Regions from separate parts of the Cricetulus griseus genome. Here region 1 is linked to region 2. Evidence: chromatin contacts called from public Micro-C data. All regions are on one chromosome and are shown on one strand. Each heading gives the region's core, a stretch centred on a gene start, on an enhancer-like site or on the middle of the called end of the contact. The rest is flanking DNA. Distances are from core to core; before and after follow the strand shown. Region 1 overlaps Zmynd8 (protein kinase C-binding protein 1). Region 2 has its middle 26 kb from the start of Zmynd8.

Region 1 (3,341 bases), core at 18-2,517, 82 kb before region 2:
TTAAAGCATACACTTCAGGCTTCAGTGTTCACCAAACAACACCAATAAAGTTTTATTGAAACTCAGTACCAGTGTCGACAGCTGCAGCAGCCATGACCAAAACACAGAACCTACCCCCAAAATGTCTGTTGTGGGCCCCACACGGGTAGGGGTACAATTTGTGACAATGAAACAATTCTGAATGTCACCCCTTTTTCTTTTTTGAGGGTTTTGTTTTGTTTTTAGTATTTTTGAGATAGGCTCTTATGTAGTCAAGGCTACCCCTTTCAAACTCCTGATCCTCCTTACCTCTACCTACACAACCTTCTCACCCCATCATGTCTGAGACATTTGCTAACCCTATAAGGTGGCCATATAAAAATAAAGTAAGGCTGGTTGTGTATTTTTAGGATAGGGACTTTGAAGTCTAAGCTCTCACCTTTAAAAAACAGAAAAGGAATTTTGTCACAAAGCTTGATGTCATGCCCAAGAGAAGACAGACACTAAATTAAACAACAGGCATTCTTACATTCCTATAAAACTATTTTTTGAAATGCAGAACAGGAGAGCAAATGGGAGCTTGTACATGATGCTTTATTTTATTACACACTAACTCCAAGCCAATTTTTAAAAGAGCAATTGTGGTGGAGCCCACCTGTAATCCCAGCACCTGGAAGATGGAGGCGGGAGCATCAGTCAGAGAACAGCCTGCACCATCTCAGAAATATAAAATTCGCAAATATGAAATATGCGGTTCAATTTTGTGAAGAAAGAGCTCTACTTAAGTCACCCCCTCGTTGTACATCTTCTGAAATCCATGGAGAGAGCAGATTAGAAATCACCAGGAAAAAATAGTTCCATGGCCAACACTTCTGGGTACTGCTCATGTCCTGTTGTGGGTCCTGACTCATTCTGTCCACAAGAGAGCCTATAGGCAGCCAGTTAGGGCTGTCATGGCAACCGTGGGAAGACTAAGGCGTAAAGACATCAAATATGTGGTCCAAAGCCACATCCGCTGAGTGTGAGGCCTGGGAATAGATACTAGCAATAGACACTAGCGTCATCTCCAAAATGCAACCTTGACAGGGGGCACAGTAACTGGGCAGGGAGACCAGTTCCACCTTGTTTCTCATAACACCTGAGCTAACCTTACCATGAACGTGTCAAAAACTAAACTTCTAAGTACAAAGGAATGAGACAAAAGTCACAGAACGCTGTTGTGAACAGCTAAGAGGCCTTGACATTGACCTTGAGCCTGCAGGGTTTCTGCCCGTCTCCACCCCTTTGGGAATACTTCCCTTGTGTCTGGGATCTGGTTACTCATTTACAAGGCTGTGGTGACCTGCCTGCTTGAACCCATGGGTGAGTCACCCAAGGAACCAGAGTGCACCAAGCAGCCTCCTACCCCACTCTCCCAACTGGGGCTGACCTGTGCTCTTATCAAGGAAGTCCAAGGACTCCTCGCTGGCGCTGAAGTGGCTGGATGGGGCCTTCTTCTCGGGGTCCTGCTCCACATCGGAGCCCGTGTGCACAGAAGAGTTCGTACTGGTGGGGGAGCGTGGCATGTCGGACAGGGAGATTCTGCGGCCTGCGCCGCCGCTCAGAAGGGGCTTGCTCAGGAGGATCTTGGGGGATGCTGTCATGTCAAAATTGAGCTTCACTTTCTCCTGTTTGTCTGTCTTGGCAGTGCCGGCGCTGGGGTTGCTAGGATCTAGCAGCATTTGGTACTGGCTATTGGGCGTGTAGGGCGTCCTGAATGGGGAATAATTAAAAACTCCAAACTTCCTCCGTATGTTCTCCACGTAAACTTCCATCTCTTGCATGGCGCTGTTGAAGATACTTTTAGTCTTTTTCACAGAAAAGGGGATTTCTTTAGACATGAGGTAGCAATTATTGATTGGAACCCAGGCTCTAGGAGGGCAAAAGAGAGAGACCGAGTCAGTGTCACTCATTTCCAAGATTATTTATTCTTTTAATTTTCTTAATGCAACCCAAATTAGCCCGTCGGCTGCTTGCCAAGATTCCTAAATGTGGGCTCTCCTTTTTAAATAAACGGCTTGTTTTGAACAGTTAATGAATGATCCACTTCACAAAGGTATTAAGGATGGAACACGAACAACAAAATTTAGCCAGGATATGAAAAGGCTCCGTGCACTTGGCCATCTTAATCTGTTAGAAACACAATGGAGGCCTGCACGACGCTCAGCAGGTGAGGGTGCTGCTGCCAAGCCGAAGGCCCTGCTTTGGCAGAACCCACATGAGGGAAGGAAAAAAGCCCTCCCCCTCAAGTTGGCTTCTGGCCTCTACACATGCACACAAAAAAATGAATAAATAAATGTTAAGAGCCCAAAAATAAATAAAACAACAATCCCTTCAGTTTTCTGCTGTTTCAGAGTAAGAAAAATAGTCAAAGAGTGTTGCGTGACAGATCTGAAGAGGGTACATTTCCTGGGTCAGCTGAATGTGGGCATCCTTTTCATTGCAATTCCGAAAACGGGACAATTCTTTGCAAGTTCATATTCCTAGAAGGAGGTGGCAATTTCAGATTTGAGACAGCATCTCACTACGTAGTCCAGGTTGGCCTGCATCTCAGAATCCTCCTGCCTCTGCCTCCTGAATGCCTTGCCATGTCTGGCAGCACATGAGAAAATAGACATGAGGAAAACTCTTTCTAGTAAGTAGCCTTTGGCTTTGGGGTGGACACTCCTCCTGCTCCTCCAGGGAGGTGGCGTTCCCCTCTATCAGCCCCCACACTCCAGGAAGCTTTGCAGAGACCCCTAAACCAAAAGCATCAGTGGTGCTTTTCCAGAGCCAGCAACCCCTATGACACCCCCACGCCACCCTACCCCCCACTCCCCACCCCCATGACCACAGGAAGGACTGAGAACAACCAACCACACTCCTATGGATTAGGGACACCAGAACATCTCGCTAATTGTATACTCCTAACTCTACAGTCTTAACCTCGTTCGTAACTTTTCTGTGGAGAACAGGAACTCTAAGGGTTCCTGGACCTCAACTTTAAGCCTGGCATAAAGCCCTAAGATGTGGTGGGAGCCAGAGGCAAAGAAGCCACGCGATCCTATAATAGAAGCATTTCTTCAGCCATGTCCACGGTGCCCACATAGGACTCTGCACCCAGCCTTTCCTGGTCCCCCTGGTCTTTGAAGAGAAGCAGTGGGCTTCTTTTACAGCAGGTTACACCAGGGCAACAGCTGGCACTGAAATCCTACATCTGAAGAGGAAATGAGGTCTGTGCAGAGGCCAAGTTCAGCACAAAGCCAGGCAACATACAACTGACTTCAGGCAGTGCTAGACGCGAGCAGATCCCTATGTGTGCTAGGGACAGCTTGCTGCTGGGA
Region 2 (3,309 bases), core at 625-3,124:
AGTTGTTGGCAAGGATAACCAACTTGACTTTGCCCTGCCTGATCATCTTGAGGGTCTGTTTGTATCCCAGCACGTACTTCCCACTTTTCATAACAAGCTGGAGCCTAGAGTCGATGGACTCCAGAAACTTTTTTGTCTTCTTTGCAGCCACCATCTTCCCGCCTTAGGTGTGGCACAGCCCCCAGTCAAGAGCAGCTGCCACGAAGGCCAGGGAGCAAGAAAGCTATTCATTTATTTTTACTTTTGCTTTGTGTGTGTTTGGGGAGTGCACGCATGTACCTGTGGGTATATGCATGCACGCAGTGTCTTCCTCTTGCTCTCTACGGAAGCTGGAGCTGGGCTGGCTTGCCAGGGAGCTGATCCTCCTGCCTCTGTCTCCTGAGTGCTCCACTGTGCCACTGGTCTTCCCTGGTGCTGGGGCTCAAACCCACGGCCTTGTGAATGCTCCCAACTCCAACAACTGACCTACATCTCCAGTCCTCCTCCTCCTCCTCCTTTTTTTTTTTTAATTTGGACCTGAAGCAAGGGCTCAGCTCTTTCAGAGGGGTGGAATATTGGAATATGGGTCTCTGTTGGGGATGCTCACAAGAATTGTAACTTCAGTTTGGGGATCTGGTGCCCTCTTCTGGCCTCTTTGAGTAATGCAGTCACAGGAACATTGCTCTTTATGTGCAGGGCAGGAGCTTCCTGCCTGAGTTCTTGGGTCAGCAGTTCATCCCTGTCCTGCTTCAAAGCCAGAAGCAGATGACAGAACACAGAACACAGCTGCTCTTCCATACTTCTCCCAATTTCCTTCAATTTACAACACTCTTAATCCCAGCACTCGGCAAACAGAGGCGGGCGGATCTTTGTGAATTCCAGACCAGCCTGGTCTACAAGAGCTAGTTCCAGGTCAGCCTCCAAAGCCACAGAGAAACCCTGTCTCGAAAAACCAACCAAACAAACAAACAATTTACAACATTCATTATTGGACTAGAGAGTTGGCTCAGCAATTAAGACAGACACCTGGGGCCGGGCGGTGGTGACATATGCCTTTAATCCCAGCATTCATCTCAGTGAGTTTGAGGCCAGCCTGATCTACAGAGCAAGTTCCACAGGACAGGCTCCAAAGCTACACAGAGAAACCGTGTCTCAGAAAACCAATAATTGTAAAATGGTCAAGTGTGATTAAAATACACCTTTAATCCCAGCACTCTGGAGGCAGAGGCAGGTGGATCTCTGTGAGTTCGAGGCCAGCTTGTTTTACAGAGTGAGTTCCAGGACAGCCAGTGTTATACAGAGAGACCTTGTCTCTAAAAAGGGGAGGGGTGATGAGGGGCTGGAATTCATCGGTAGAGCACTTGCCTAGCATGTGCTAGGTCCTGGGTTTGATGTCTGGTGTGTGGCTGGATGTCTAGGCTGAGAGCTTTGTTGGCACTTCCCTGAGAGCTACTGCTCCAAGTTAATTGCTCTAACAGTGGACAGCCTGATGCCTGAAAGATTCTGTTTCTGATTACATGCTTACAACTACCCAATGGAGTTGTTACTGACACCATTTCACCAATAATAACAGATAATACAAGTTCCAAGGGGGGCATGGATCATACAGACAGAGTGTGGGTCTCAACATTGATCTTCTAAAGCAAAAGGGAACCTGTGTAATCTAGTTCCTTCTGGGACCAGAAAGTTGATTGTGTCCAGCCAGGGTCAACCAATACACCTCAAGCCAGCCAGCAAACGACTTCAGAAAGCAGGGACTGTGGGCACATGGCGCCCCCTGGTGGAGGATCAGTGTTCTGCTTCTGGCAGGCGGGGTTCTTCTCTGAGTCATGCCCATTCTTGGGTCTCATTGAGAACATGGAAAATATTATTCAGCCCATTCCATCCTCAGACAGAACGCAGGGTGTTGAAAGGAGGTGGGGACTACAGCGCTGAGGAATGCAGAGGAAGGGTGTGGACAGGCCCTGGGGACTCCAGGAACTAGGACTTGGAAGGCACAGCTGATCAGGCTCTCACCTTTGACCTTGCCCAGGATCTTGCTGAGGAAGTCAGGCCAAGCTCACCTAGTTCTTTGGGAGGTTTAGAAGTCCCCCAACACTGATTCTGCTTTGGAAGCTGGGCTATCTAGTTCATTGCCCAGATGTTATCTGAGGCCCAGTGTTTGCTGGGTGCCAGCCTCACCCTGAGGACATAGAAATAAACAAAACAAATTCCCCACTTTGGGCTCTCAGGCTTCCTGCCTCCCACATTATCCCTTTCAAACATATTCCTGCCATGACTCCATTTGCCACCGGGCTGCAGAAGTAAAACAGATGTCTGATCCTGGATTTTGGCCCTGAAGATGGCAAGCTACATGAACTTTGCCTACACACTTGCAAAGAGGGAACAACTTGACAGTCCTGGTGGTTGAGGCCTGTAATCCCAGTACTCAGCAGGCTAAGGCAGGGGTTCTATTGTTTTGTTTTGTTTTCATTTGGTTTTTTGAGACAGGGTTTTTCTGTGTAGTCTTGGATGTCCTGGTACTCACTCTGTAGAACAGGCTGGCCTCAAATTCGTCAATCTACCTGCCTCTGCCTCCTGAGTGCTAAGATTAAAGGTGTGTGCCACAACCACCTAACCTAGCCAGTTGTCCTATTGTTAATTCAAAAGTTTTTACTGCAGTAGGTGAGAGTTCATTGTTTGGAGGTGCCCTGCTGCCAAGACTAAGGACCTGGGTTTATTCCCTGGGACCCACTAATAGAAGGAGAGTTCCCCAGCTCGTAGGGCTTGTCTTTCCATCTACACACACACACAGACACACACACACTAAATAAAATCGTGTCTCAAAAAAAAAACAAACAAGCCGGGCGTTGGTGGCGCACGCCTTTAATCCCAGCACTTGGGAGGCAGAGGTACTCGGATCTCTGTGAGTTCGAGACCAGCCTGGTCTACAAGAGCTAGTTCCAGGACAGTCTCCAAAGCCACAGAGAAACCGTGTCTCAAAAAACCAAAAAAGAAAAAACAAACAAACAAACAAACAAAACACCCATTTTACTACTACGTTGGCTCATTTAAAAAATTATTTTTTAGGTTTTTCTAGACAGGTTTTCTCTGTAGCTTTGGAGCCTATCCTGGAAATCGATTTGTAGACCAGGCTGGCCTCGAACTCACAGAGATCTGCCTGCCTCTGCCTCCCAAATGCTGGGATTAAAGGTGTGTGCACACCACCACCCAGCTTCACTTTTAATTTTTTTTTTAAGATTTATTCATTGGGGGTTAGAGAGATGGCTTAGAAGTTAAGAGCACTGACTGCTCTTCCAAAGGTCCTGAGTTCAGTTCCCAGCAACCACA

What was found. A called contact is a pair of places that touch in the nucleus more often than the background predicts.
Region 1: a contact with region 2 is called in a Micro-C map of the CHO-K1 cell line, with 4 times the contacts expected there. The contact joins two enhancer-like sites. A contact is called at or near these places in 5 of 8 Hi-C or Micro-C datasets (the CHL-YN cell line, the CHO-K1 cell line, fibroblasts and 1 more).

The regions. Positions count from the first base shown.
Region 1 is chr6:13,591,612-13,594,952 of CriGri-PICRH-1.0, reverse strand. Zmynd8 (protein kinase C-binding protein 1) reads right to left here. Exons shown (of 23, transcript XM_027423393.2): 11 at 1,409-1,890. Among named protein-coding and RNA genes, the nearest start is that of Zmynd8, 56 kb to the right of the region's middle. Within about 2 kb of position 1,267, at least 3 of the 6 cell types and tissues checked have open chromatin away from gene starts, as enhancers often do. A contact at or near this core is called in the CHO-K1 cell line and fibroblasts, where this site is marked.
Region 2 is chr6:13,510,491-13,513,799 of CriGri-PICRH-1.0, reverse strand. It overlaps the pseudogene LOC100751552. Among named protein-coding and RNA genes, the nearest start is that of Zmynd8, 26 kb to the left of the region's middle. Within about 2 kb of position 1,874, at least 4 of the 6 cell types and tissues checked have open chromatin away from gene starts, as enhancers often do. A contact at or near this core is called in the CHO-K1 cell line and fibroblasts, where this site is marked.